4 separate regions of the Mus musculus genome follow, and all the other regions are linked to region 4. The links are chromatin contacts, called in public HiChIP or PLAC-seq and Micro-C maps. All regions are on one chromosome and are shown on one strand. The core of a region is the stretch at or near the end of the contact, and the rest is flanking DNA. Distances in the headings are between cores, read along the strand shown.

Region 1 (3,352 bases), core at 342-2,841, 580 kb after region 4:
TAGTATTCTCTCTCTCTCTCTCTCTCTCTCTCTCTCTCACACACACACACACACACACACACACACACACAAATACATAATACATACATACACACATATAAACATACATACATGGGTATGATTTTTGTTGTCATTATTCAAAGAATCCTTACTGGAGGCAGAACTGATATTTGGATACAAAGAGAGGCACTGAAGGTGGTTAGGTCTTACCCGCGTTCGCGCAACCGGCCAGGAAGAACGCAGCAAACCAGAATCTTCTGCGGCAAAAGCTTTATTGCTTACATCTTCAGGAGCCAGAGAGCAAGAGAGCAAGAGCAAGAAAAAGAACAAGAAAGCAAGAAAAGAGAGAGAAAAAGCAAGAACAAGAGAGAGAAAAAAAATGGCAAAACCCCGTCCCTTTTAAGGAGAATTATCCTCCGCCTAGGACGTATTACTCCCTGATTGGCTGCAGCCCATCGGCCCAGTTGTCATCACGGGAAAGGCAGAACACATGGCGGGAAAACTGCCCCTGCACGTGTGCAGATTATGTTTACCACTTAGAACACAGCTGTCAGCGCCATCTTGTAATGGCAAATGTGAGGGCGGCTCCCAACAGTTAGGTAAGATATTAAATAGAACCTAATTTGATGCTGAAGACCAGCAAGTTTCTGGTTCAAAGTAACTTGCATTTGTGTGTATACTGGAGCCAATTGCCAATTTGTTGTGGCGGTCCCTGCAAATGCTTTGGCTGTCAGAGTATCGATCCATGTGAGGAAAGAAGGAAATCCAATTCAGCATGACTTAGTTATTGGGTGTTGGCTCAAACTTCTAGAGTCCAAAACCAGGCAGGCAGTTCTTTTAGACATATTTTCAGGCACATTTAAGTGCAGCCCAATTTGGGGGTAAAGTTTCCTGGTAACATTATCTCAATCCCATATGTACAATAAGCTTAAGGCATGACTGTGCCAATACTCTGTTGCAGAGTACATGTAACCTCTCCCATTCTATAGTTTAAGGTCCTAAAATCTGGTGTGGTCTCCATCATCCAGATAGTTAGAGGTCGCCAGGCTACAAAGTACACGTAACATCTCCCCTAAAGACGGTGCTATTGACTGAGAAGCAAAGCTAGAGATCAAGGTCTAGGGAGAGAGAGTCTGGAATAAACATAATAGTCTGGGGGATTTGGTTGTGGTTTGGTCCCACAAATAGCACAGATCACCAGGCTATTAATAATATCTGCTCCCAGCCTTCTGGGTAGAAAACAGGTAAACACATCTCTTCTGTTGATGATACAAGTCTGAGTACTTAACATTCCTGCTTTCCCCTGTGCCCTCTACAAATTGTAATATGGAGTGAGTCACCCAGGGCAGGGCACAGCCTGAAGTCCCTGTTTGATTCAATATGAAGTACCTTAGAGCAGGGTGCAGCCCCATGTCCAGAGCAGACTTTTATTATATTTTATTTTGTTTTAATAGCACATGTACATGACTCAAAATTCTAAAATACTAAGAAGCATACAGTAAAACATGAACAATGAAAGAAGCCCCTCTCAGCCTTAAACAGCTGTTGTACTCTTCCATTATTCCACACGAGGTAAACTGTGAGCACTGGACAGGGAATCCTTCCATGGATACAGTGCACATCACCCTATACTTCTGCTTTCACTATGGACACAGCATTCCTTATACATCAAAACAGCCGCAGTATTGCATATTTTATTTAATCTTATTAATAGAAATTGGACTGGGTGGTGGTGGCCTGCCTTTAATCCTGGCACTGAGGAGGCAGAGCCAGGTGGGTCTCTGAGTTCGAGGCCAGCCTGGTCTACAAAGAGAGTTCCAGGACAGCCAGGGCTACACAGAAAAAAATGCTGTCTCTAAGAAAAAGGAAAAGAAGGAAGGGAGGGAGGGAGGGAGGGAGGGAGGAAGGAAGGAAGGAAGGAAGGAAGGAAGGAAGGAAGATAGTTTGAATGAGAATGGCCTCCATAAGCTTAAATATTTGAGTGTTTGGTTGGTCCCTGGTTGGTAGACTCTTTAGGATTAGGAAGTGTGGCCTTGAAGGAGCAGTATCACTGAGGGTGATTTTGGAGGTTTCAAAAGTCCACACAAGGCTCACGTGTTGTCTGTCTGTCTGTCTGTCTGTCTGTCTCTGTCTCTCTGCCTGCTTCCTGTGGCTAAGATGTAAGCTCTCGGTTACTGCTTTAGCACCATGCATGCCTGCTGGCTGGCCATGCTTTCTGTCGTGATGATAATAGACTGACCCTCTGAAGCCATAAGCAAGACCCAACTAAGTGCTTCCTTTTATAAGTTACCTTGGTAACGGTGTCTCTTCACAGGAAGAGAAAGTAACTAAGACATGAGGCCAGCAGGATGATCCAGTAGATAAAGGGGCTCACCACCCATCCTGGTGTCCTAGCTTGTTTTTCTATTGCTATGATAAAGCACTGACCAATACCAACTTGATGCCAGAAAGTATTTATTTGGCTTAAAGGGTACAATTCATCATCCTGGGGAGCCAAGACAGGAAGGCAAGGCAAGGAGTGGAGTGGAGACACGGGAATGCCACGTACTAACTTGCTCCCCGTGTTTATCTGTCTTATATAGACCTGGCACACCTGCCTAGGAATGGTGCCACCCATAGTGGATTCAGTTCTCCTACACCAATTAACAATTAAGAGAACGCCCATAACCATTCCTATGGGCCCATCTGATAGAAGCAATTCCTCAGTTGATGTTGCCTCTCCCAAGATGTATCAAGATGACTACCATCAAGCTATCACACCTGAAAACCTGAGTTTGATCCTCAGAATGCACAAAGTGGAAGAAGAGAAGCAACCCTTGTGGATTGTCCTCTGACCTCCACACGTGTACCATGGCACATTGTACACACATAAACAAATAAACAAATAATGGTAAAAAAAATATTTAAAAACGTAAGGTTTCGCCATTACAAATAATATAACAACAAAATAACCCCATGTACACGTCACATAGTTTCTGTTTGTGTGCGAGTGGGTATTTGCTATACATTTCTATAGAATGAAGTCTGTGGGGGCGGAGTATAAACTCTAAAAAAAACTTGCCAAGTCATGTTTATCTGTAAGTTTGATGATGATTCATAAATTCTTCTCAACAGAAGCTAAACCATTTTATTCCTGAACAGACAATATGTCTGCACATTCCTTTCTGAAGGCACAGGAACTCTGAAGACTTGCGGCTCACTCAGCAAGTCCAAGAGTCCCTAAACGCATCTCAGCATCCTTGGAACTTCACATCATTTTTAGAGTGATGTGCTCCATGCAGAAAGAGACCTCAGAAAGGTTTCCTTTGGTCTCCATGACAACCCCTACTTACTTAGAAAGCCTCAAATTATT
Region 2 (3,167 bases), core at 523-3,022, 590 kb before region 4:
GAAGTAGGCTTCCAGAGAGCGCTTCTCCGGCGCCGCGATGGACGTGCGCTTGCGCTTCTTCTCCGCGCCATTGAAGAGCTCCGGCTTAGTGAGCTTCTCGCGGTGGGATTTCTCAGCTTCCTCCAGCCACGCCTGCAGGATGGGCTTGAGCGCGATCATGTTGTTGTGTGACAGCGTGAGAGACTCAAACCTGCAGATGGTGCTCTGGCTGAGCGAGCCCACGCCCGGGATCTTGAGGTTGGCCAGCGCCGAGCCCACATCTGCCTGGGTCACTCCCAGCTTGATGCGTCGCTGCTTGAAACGCTCGGCGAACGCCTCCAGGTCCCGCGGGTCTGCATCCACGTCGCTCATGCAGCCCATGTGCGAGGGCAGCCCATGTGCGTGGGCCATGCTCAGGGCTGCTTGGTGCATGGGGTTCATGGTGGCCATGTGTGGTGCGTGAGCCGGAGTGGACACCACCGTGCCGTCGGGGCCCGCCATAGCTCCCAGGGCCAGCCCGGGGCTTAGGTGCTCAAGCAGCTCGCCCTCCAGCGCCTGGTGCGGCTGGTGATGGTGGTGATGGTGGTGGTGGTGGTGGTGATGGGTGCCAGCCAGAGCGGACGGGTGCGAGATGGGCACAGAAGAAGAGGAGGCTGCCGACGTGCACGGGATGGTGTTCATGGTGTGGTAAGTGGCGTCCGGCTTGAAGGGGCTGTGGTGGGGCGGATGGTGGTGGTGGCTCTTACTCTGGGAGACGATGTCCACGGCGGCCAGAGCCTCGGCACGGGCCAGCAGACTCTCATCCAGCCCGCCGAATATATTGCTCTGCAATTGTAAGTAGAAGGCACACATTACGCTCAGCAGGGAATTGTGAGCGCTCTCTCCGGAAGCCCCCGGCCCAGGGCTCGCCACCGCCACCGTGCCTACAGCATTCCCAGAACGTTAAAATAATAATAATGACAGTGATCCTGAAACTCGGCAGCGAGAAGAGAGGGGAAGCCTGCGCGAGAAGCCAATGTGCAGGGGGAGGAAAAGTGAGCCACAGACAACACAACACAACACAACACAACACGCGCACAGGCAGCATCCCAGGTCATAAAAATTAATATGAAAGGCAAGACCCGTTGAATACTTAAGAGAGGGGGGATTGGTTGGAGGTGTGGGGTGATTTGCTGTGCAGACATGAAAAAAACATCAAGCAGATAAAGGAGGCTGTCAAAATGTGCCTTTAAGCGGTGATTATGCAGACATACGCACCGGTGGGGTTGGAAGACAAGCTCTCCGCATCGCCTCCGAGCCCCCGCCGCCGCCGCTGCCGCCGCTGCCACTGCTGCTGGAACTGCTGCTCCGGCCGCCGCCGCCTCCGCCTCCGCCGCCACCGCCGCCGCCGCCAGCGTTGCTGGAGCTGCTAGGGGAACTGGCCGAGGGCGCCGCGGGCGCAGAGGAGCCCGGGGAGGCACTGTGTAGCGCCGAGTACTTGGGCTCCACGTGCAGGCTGCCTGCGTGAGGCATGCTGAACGCCTGCTTGCTGTTCAGGGACATCATCATCATCTTTCCTTGCGCGGCGCGCTCGTCGCTGGCGCACTCCGGTCCCAGCTACCCGACCCTCCGGAGAAGTACCCGGCCGGAGCAGCAGAGGGAACAACACTGCAAAGTTGTGCTCAGCCGCCACTGCTTCCAGGCCCGGTTCTCCCAGTGTGGCCGCTAGCTCCGCTCCTGTGTCTCCCGCTAGGTCTGCCCGAGAGGTTGCCCTGCTCCGGGTGGCTCTGGCTTCAGACCTCAGCACCCCAAAGTGCCCCAGCTCATCGAGGCGGTGGAGTTATAGTCCCCTCTTCCCGCGCCTGACCCCCGCCCGCCCTCCCCCTCCTTCCCTCCCCCGCCCTCTCCTGCCAGGACGCACTGCTCTGGGTGGGTTTCTCCCCGCCCTGGCTCCCCGCAGGCTCCGGTCCTTTCAGTTCTCCCTGCACCCGCCCCTCTCTCTCTGCCACGGGACCCGCAGCCTTCCCTGCCCCGGCAGGCGCTCTGCTGTTACCACTCCTACGCCGCGCCTGCAACTCCTGATTCTAATCGCGCCCCAGCTCAACCCCACCCAACTAGCCAGGTCGGTGCTTCGGGCCACCCCCACCCGGCAGTGCCAGTCACCTAAATGACAGTCTCCAGATCTTCCCGCCTCCCTCGGGAAAAAAAAAAAAAAAACTCCCCCTAAAAGTTGCGTTCCAAGCCAATCTTGGAAGCGACTAGCCCTGAACTGTGAGGTGCACCTTACCTGGCCACCTGCTCTCCTGCCCTCTGCTTACCACTAAGTTTCAGGGGCCCTCCCCTCCCGTCAGCTCCAGTGACCCTGATTCCCCTGGATGAGGATCTAGACGCTGCGGCGACCCGGGTCCTCTGCTCTGCTCTGAGCTCCCGCCTTGATGCGTGCTGAGGTCAGCCCCGGGCTTTGCATCCCACCGCCCGGCGGGTGCCTAGTGCAGAAAGACGTGGGTCTGCCCGGCTGCAGGGCTTCCTCTCCCTCGATTTCCCTCAGCTCTCAGCGGATTGGACAGCCACACAGCCCGTTAGTGTCCTCTATGCGCATGCGACTCCCCCCTTTATGAGCATATCACCCTCTAACACATGTACAGATTCCTCTCCTCCCACCCCCTTCTCTTTTTCCACCTCCTCCCTATGTCCAGTACAGGGTGAGCTGGGACTTGGGAGGATCTCCTGGCAAACCCTGACTCTGGGATGTATTATTCTTCATTAGCTACAATCAAAGGGAAAGGAGCAACTGACAGGACGAGAAGGGCCAGAAATACAGAGCGCATGTGCTGCCGAATGCCACTAACACCGTGTACACGTACACACACACACACTCACTCACTCACTCAAACGCGCGTGCACACACACTCACACAAACACACACACTCAGACTGGCGTAAGTCCCACTTATCTTCATTTCTACAGTCACTGTGTGCAGAGACTATTTTTTGCTTACACTTTGCTCCCACTTTTGTGCTAGTGCAAACCACTTTCCTGGAAGTGAACACACATTCTGAGTTCCAGTTCAAAAGCAGACAGTGTGGCCCACTCCCCAGCCCCAACCCCCCCAAACACAACCTATTTCCTCTCCTTCCCATCCTTCCCCTCCGTCCTGCGGCACTTGGGGCTACCCTCGCCTTCCAGAGCGCGGAAAGACACTAGGTGCA
Region 3 (3,092 bases), core at 514-3,013, 520 kb after region 4:
ACTCAAACTCTGAACACAGGTGTTTCTCAAAGTATTTTTTTCACAATTGCTCAAACATGGAAGCAATCATAAAATCCAACTAATTTACATCAATACATATATACCTTCACCCCTTCAAAGCACATCGTTATGTAAAGACAGTGTGACATATGGTTCCAACTTCTGACATATTGGAAAAGAAAAAAAAACTATGGAGAGAATGAAGACATCAGTGGTTGTGAGGAGCAGAGGCAGGAGAGATGGCTGTGAAGTACACATACTGGAGACTAGGAGACTGACTGTATAATAAATATTACAGTGGCAGACACATCAATGCACACTCAGCAAAACCTATGTGAGGTGCAACAGTGAGTGTGAACTCAAGTGTAAACTCTGGGTTGTAGGTGATGGCGGTGTGCAGTGAAACCTCCATCACGTGCTATGGGGTGTGTATTTGATCATATACTATCTGCTATAGGATGTTAGTAGTGGGAGAGATGGGGCTGGGTGTATAAGGATAGGAAGTGTATGGAAAATTATTACTTTCTGTTTAATTTTGTAGTGAACTTAAAACTACTCTGAAGCTGTGCATGGTGGCAGACACCTTTAATCCCAGCACTCAGGAGGAAGAGGCAGGCAGATCTCTAAATTCAAGGCCAGCATTCTACAGAATGAGTTCCAGGACAGCCAGGGCTACATAGAGAAACTCTGTCTTGGGGATGGAGGGAGAAAGAAAAGAAAAGCAATGTGGATCAGTAAGATGGCTCATTGGATAAAGGCATTTACTGCCAAGCTTGAGGACTGTAGTTCAACCCCTAGGAACCACACAGGAGAAAGAGAGAACCAACTCCAAGTTGTCCTCTGGCCTCAGCATCCCATGGCACATGTGAGCGCATGCATGTGCACTCACACACACACACACACACACACACACACACACACACACACACACACACACACACAGTGTAATTTAAATAAGTAAATAAAGTAAGATCTGTTAAAGAAAGAAAATGCAGTGTAATATTAAGTTGAGATGTTTTCTATTCTCTTTAAACCCAGTGTAAGCAAGCTTTTAGTGGCAAAGCAAGAACGAGGGTGCCTCTGACAGGCACCTGAACTCCCTGGTCTTTCTGTGCTGCCTCCTGAATCCTAGACAGATGTGAGAAATGACATAGCTGTTCTGAGATTCCAAGGCAAAGAGCTGACTCCACAGGAAAGTGCAAGGGCCTGAGTTGCTCTATTAGTTTCCAGCAGCTGCTGTCAGAACACCCCAAAGCTGGATGGCTTACTGTGCTACCTCCATTCTCAGGCCCATCCTTGCCCCCATGGTGGTTTGAATGGGAATGGCCATTTATAGACCCATAGGTTTGAGTATTTGGTCCCAGTGGATAGAAATGTTCAGGAAGGATTGGGAGGTGTGGCCTTATTGGAGAAGGCTTGTCAGTGGGCACAGACTGAGATTTCAGAACACTCATGCCATTTCCAGTTAGTCCCCTCCTAAGACTTGAGGTTTTACCCGTTGGTCTCTCAGCAGCACTGCAGTCATTCGCCACCATGCTTTCACTCAGCTACCATCAACTCTAACCTACTGGAACCACAAGCCCAACTAAACACTTTTAGGAGTGCCTTGTGTAGCCTCCCTCAGCCCTGAAGTAGGCTGATCCAGACTTTGACCTTGCTGCCACTGTGAAGGAAATTACCTAAGGTGGAGCCTTCCGACCTAGAGGGCTCTTTTGTTCTGCCACCTGCCACTGCTCTCTCCAAGACACTGCTACCTGCTGAGAAGCACCTGATACATTCCTACATTCCGGAGGAACATCCTATTCTGCACTTGACCTATAGGCTGGCTCCAGACACCAAGAATGGACTGGGGGGGGGGGGGCTTCCCCTTTTATAAATAGACTCTCTTAGTAAATGGAGGGCCTTGAACAGAAACATGTCTTGGCTCCATTAATCTTTCGCCATCTAAGTCTCTTTCAGCCCCAGCCTGCCTCCCTGGTGTACCCGGTCCTTGTAAGCCGCAGGCCGGCATACAACAGCCTTGGTCACTGGGCTTTATCACAACAGTAAGAAAATCTCCAGTGTTCTGTGATTTGTCACACAGCCTCTGCCTCCAAGTGCAGACAGTAGTCTTCTTCTCTGCTTCTAATTTTCATCTTAAAAACCACCATTCCTAGCTGGGTGTGGTGGCTCATGCCTTTAATCCCAGCACTCGGGAGGCAGAAGCAGGTAGATTTCTGAATTCGAGGCCAGCCTGGTCTACAAAGTGAGTTCTAGGACAACCAGGCCTATACAGAGAAACCCTGTCTCAAAACAAAAACAAAAACAAAAAACAAAAAACAAAAAACAAAAAACAAAAAACAAAAAACAAACAAACAAAAAAACCCACCACCATTCCTGGTTAGGAAAGTGACCCAGTTACTGGAATGCTAGCCTGTCATACACAAGACCTTGGGTTTGATCTCCAGCATTACATAAGCCAGGTGTACTGACATTGGAAATTTAATCCTTGAAAGTAGAGGCAGGAGAATCATGAGTTCAAGGCCATCCTTGGCTACATGGTAAATTCAAGACCAAGACCCACCTAGGGTACATGAGACCCTTTCCAAACACAAAAATAAGCCAGGCAGTGGTGGTGCATGCCTTAATTCCAGCACTCAGGAGGCAAAGGCAGGTGGATCTCTGTGAGTTTGATGCCATCCTGGTCTACAGAGTGTATTCCAGGACAGCCAGGGCTACACAGAGAAACCCTGTCTCAAAAATCCAGATATAAAGAAAGAAAAAAAAGGAAGGGAGGGAAGGAGGGAGGGAGGGAGGGAGGGGAGGGAGGGAGGGAGGGAGGGAGGAAGGAGGAAAGAAGGAAGGAAGGAAGGAAGGAAGGAAGGAAGGAAGGAAGGAAGGAAGGAAGGAAAGAAGGAAGGAAGGAAGGAGAACACCAGTTACACTGGATTTCTGACCTTTCTGACCTTACCCTATGTAGCTTACATGTGATATAGTACCCTATTTCTAAAGAAATGTCACGGTCATAGGGACCCAAGATTAGGACTTCAAGGTAACTTTGTATGTAGCGTGTGTGTGTGTGTGTGTGTGTGTGTGTGTGTGTGTGTGTGTGT
Region 4 (3,363 bases), core at 524-3,023:
GTATCAGCAAGAAGGGGTTCATCTTGAGAATTCACTATTAATGAAAGCCATCTTTTGGGAGACACAGTCTCCTTTACAGTTTCCTAGTGAAAACAGTATAAAGCTATTGTCATTTAAAGGAAATGTAACCAAACCTAACCCCAGTGGCTCTCTTTAACACCACTGGAGACTTCTAAGTCTCATTAGTCACTCATGTCACCTGATGGAATGCCATTTTAAACTTTTGTGTCTTCACTATGCTCCACCTTCTGATGAAAACATCTATTAAAAAATTGGTAGGAAAATATTTAACATAATAAGATGATGAGTCGATTTTTTAAACCTCAAAAGGGAAGATGTTTAAATAATGCACCTTTTTATTTTTTAGCTCTGACTCATGACATATAATGTATTCCACCAAGTTCAAAGTTTCCCCTTACAAAGAGTTTTATGAAACAGCTCTTCTTCAGACCAAATTTTTTTTTTTTTTTACTTCAATTATAGTAGCAGATTTTGGAGTTTTAAATCATTAACAACCTCCCAGTGAACTTGTATCCACATGGCTTACAGTCAGAGAGAGAGAGAGAGACCCGTTCCCTTCACTGAGTACCTTTTGTGAGGCGACGCATCCTTTTCTGTTTTCCCTCTTTATGTGTCTCTTTGAAGCAAGATGTGTGATTTCTAAAGTAATGAAAGTATATGGCTTAATGAAGACTGCTGTATGAGCTCAAACTACACACTAGAATTGCTTCAGGGTAAGGCTCAGTTACCTGTGTTCTGGGGAGGTGGGGGGGGAGGCAGGGAGTGAATCACAGAAGTCAAGATCACTGTGTGCACTGTAGGAATAGACCCGTGGCAGTTGAGTCAACCCTGGGGGGCGGGGGGTGACCTAATCTTATTTTCCCTCTTTATCAAGAACCTGTAATTTTAGTTTTGGCTGAATTTTCAAGTGTTAACTCCACCGGACCCTCTAAAATTGGGTATCCATGCCACCCATCCACTGATCCCACCCTATGCTATCTTTTCATTTTTTTTTTTTTTAAAAAAGATTTATTTCCATTAGGCTGTTTTAAGGGAGTATGTGAGAGTCTGTAACGTCCAGACTCAAGGTGATGGGGTGAGAGAGTCAGTCTTTCAGTTACAAAAGCCTGGGGAATTTTATACAGAACCAAACGTAGTTTAATACACAAAAGAAAGTGGTTAGTGCAACCTATTTCCTTAAAAAAAAATCTGTAAAATAATGTTTCAAGAGCGGGGGGGGGCACTTTTCCACCACCCCCCTTGATTGGGCGACTAGCGGGATAAATTCGAAGAAGTCCATCCCACCCCCGCACGCGCGCCCCCCATGCTTTCCAGACAGAGCAGTTGTAAATGCTAGGCTGAGTCCGCCCTGAGAGCCTTAGGGCACCTTCCTCTTTGCTGAGTGTGTGTATGTGTGTGTGTGTGTGTGTGTGTGTGTGTGTGTATGCGCGCGCGCGTGTGTCTAGCTCTCGCTCTTTCCCTCAGTCTGTGCCTCTGTGTGTGTGTGTGAGTGTGTGTGTGTGACAGAGAGAGAGCGCGAGAGGAGAGCGAGAGAGCGAGCTGCGAGCTGTGCTGCCGCCGCCGCTGCCCTTTGATCCCGACATTAGTGTTAGGGGCTCGGAGACACAGCGCGCGGCCATAGACACCGCCGCACCGGCGCTCATTTATTTATACCTCCCATCACACGCGAGCACAGGACACACACACACTCACACCTATTAGATCCGTTTCCATTGAAGAATATTACGCTCGGGGACAAGCCAGGTGCACGACCAAAAAATTAAAAAAAAAAAAAAAAAAGGAAAAAAAAAGAAAGAAAGAAAGAAAGAAAGGAAAGAAGAAAACCCCTCTTCTGGCTCCAGGAAACAAGCTTCAACCCATTGCACACACCGGAGAGAAGGGGTTTCCCCCTGCCCGCCCCCCAACTACCTCCCCGCTCCTGCCAGTGTCTGCCTGTCTGCCCCCACGGGGGTTTATTTGATCTCACATTAACCAAGGAGGAGAATGTGAGAAAAGGGGGAAAATGCCCAGGAGGAAGCAGGAGCAGCCCAAGCGCCTTCCCTCACGTAAGTCATCCCTTCTCCACCTCCTCTCGTGCCATTTTCTCGCCCTCCCTCTCCTCTTTCCCCTCCGCAGCCTCCGCCGTTGTTTTCTGCATTAGTTTAGGGTTACAGAGGTGAAACTGACAAAGACACAGCCCGGGTTACTCCTCGTTTAGGTCTATGCCGAGGCAGCCATGTTGGTGATGATCAGCCCCGTGCCCTTTCTATTCTCTCTCTCTTTTTCTTTCTTTCTCTCGACCCCCTCTTTTTTTTCCTTGGGATCGGGCTTTTCCCCCCTTTCCCTCCCCCTCCTCACTCCGGTTTGCGGGGGAGGGGGCGAGAGGAGGGAGGAGGGGAGTAGTGTGGATGCCGGGTTTTTGTCGCGGGTGGGGGGAGGTGGGAGAGGTTGCAATCTTGGAAAAAAAAAAGAAATTCCGTGTGGATCCCGGTGCACAAGGGTGCGGGGTTGGGGCGCGCGCAGGGCCGAGGCCGTGACATGGCGATTGGGGGTGTCGGGGCGAGGGCGCGCGGCCGCCCGCCGGGCTGGGGACCGGAGAGGTCGGTCTCCGGCTAAAGGTTGCGCCGGGGTGGGTCGGCCCCGGAGCCGCGGGCAGCTGGAGCTGGAGGCGGAGGTGGAGGCGGTGGCGGAGGGGAAGGCAGGGGCGGTCGAGGAGGGTGTGGGGGCGCCGGGGGGCGCGGGTGGCCGATCGGGGGGCGAGGCCGGGCAGCCGAGCGGATGTGGGGTGCGGGAGCCGCGCCGAGGCTGAGGCGAGGCAGCCAGGGCGGCGCGCGGCGCGCGAGGTCCCTGCAGAGCCGAGGGGAGGGCGGAGCAGGGCTCCCGGCCGCAATAAAATGCGGGGTCAGGCGGAGCAGACAGAGCCGGGGCGACGCGGGCTCGCAGACCCCCCTGCCCCGCCAGCCCGAGCAGAGTCCGTGACTAAAGTGCATCCCAGCCCTCCTGGCCCTAGCCACACACGCCAACTGGAGACTCGCGCCGGGCTGCGCGGCCGGGTCCCCGTCCCCTCCTCCACCCGCGCCTCGGGTCCCTCCGCGCCGCCCTCCCGCTTTTCTTTGCGAGACTCTTAACTTTTCCCCCACTCCCTCTCGGGCTCCCCCCTCGTCCCCCCACAAGCTCTCCGCTCGGAGTGTTCCGAGATGCTGCTGAAGCTAAAAGTGAAGGAGAAAGAAGCAACTAAAAATATCCCCCCCGGGGCCGCCGGGCTCCTTGAATGCAGGGGAGAGGGGGCAGGGGAGAAGGCGTGGGGCGGGGTGGCGGGAGGAGGGGACGCGGGAGGCGCCGGAGGGAGGGGTCGGGGGAGAC

What was found. Hi-C and Micro-C count contacts between places; a contact is called where the count stands out from the background. HiChIP or PLAC-seq counts read pairs in DNA pulled down with a chosen protein or histone mark.
Region 1: a FOXA1 HiChIP or PLAC-seq map of pancreatic cancer cells shows a contact between it and region 4. The contact joins the enhancer-like site here to the promoter of Zfp827 in region 4. A contact is called at or near these places in 7 of 39 promoter capture datasets (3T3-L1-derived adipocytes, cranial neural crest, embryonic stem cells and 4 more), 5 of 484 Hi-C or Micro-C datasets (brown adipocytes, cerebellum, cerebral cortex and 2 more) and 11 of 115 datasets of contacts at active chromatin or transcription factors (the NIH/3T3 cell line, cardiomyocytes, embryonic forebrain and 8 more).
Region 2: a Micro-C map of embryonic stem cells shows a contact between it and region 4, with 5 times the contacts expected there. The contact joins the promoter of Pou4f2 here to the promoter of Zfp827 in region 4. A contact is called at or near these places in 1 of 39 promoter capture datasets (embryonic stem cells), 3 of 484 Hi-C or Micro-C datasets (all in embryonic stem cells) and 3 of 115 datasets of contacts at active chromatin or transcription factors (astrocytes, embryonic limb bud and embryonic stem cells).
Region 3: a Micro-C map of embryonic stem cells shows a contact between it and region 4, with 5 times the contacts expected there. The contact joins the enhancer-like site here to the promoter of Zfp827 in region 4. A contact is called at or near these places in 1 of 484 Hi-C or Micro-C datasets (embryonic stem cells) and 5 of 115 datasets of contacts at active chromatin or transcription factors (craniofacial prominence, embryonic limb bud, embryonic stem cells and 1 more).

The regions. Positions count from the first base shown.
Region 1 is chr8:79,609,145-79,612,496 of GRCm38.p6, forward strand. No RefSeq gene overlaps it. Among named protein-coding and RNA genes, the nearest start is that of Otud4, 29 kb to the right of the region's middle. Within about 2 kb of position 1,592, at least 7 of the 459 cell types and tissues checked have an H3K27ac peak or open chromatin away from gene starts, as enhancers often do. A contact at or near this core is called in pancreatic cancer cells, where this site is marked.
Region 2 is chr8:78,434,875-78,438,041 of GRCm38.p6, forward strand. Pou4f2 (POU domain, class 4, transcription factor 2) reads right to left here and starts at 1,773. Exons shown (of 2, transcript NM_138944.3): 1 at 1,237-1,773; 2 at 1-804. The coding sequence starts at 1,530.
Region 3 is chr8:79,544,413-79,547,504 of GRCm38.p6, forward strand. No RefSeq gene overlaps it. Among named protein-coding and RNA genes, the nearest start is that of Otud4, 94 kb to the right of the region's middle. Within about 2 kb of position 1,764, at least 8 of the 459 cell types and tissues checked have an H3K27ac peak or open chromatin away from gene starts, as enhancers often do. A contact at or near this core is called in embryonic stem cells, where this site is marked.
Region 4 is chr8:79,026,664-79,030,026 of GRCm38.p6, forward strand. It overlaps Zfp827 (zinc finger protein 827), which reads left to right and starts at 1,774. Exons shown (of 15, transcript NM_178267.3): 1 at 1,774-2,066. The coding sequence starts at 2,024.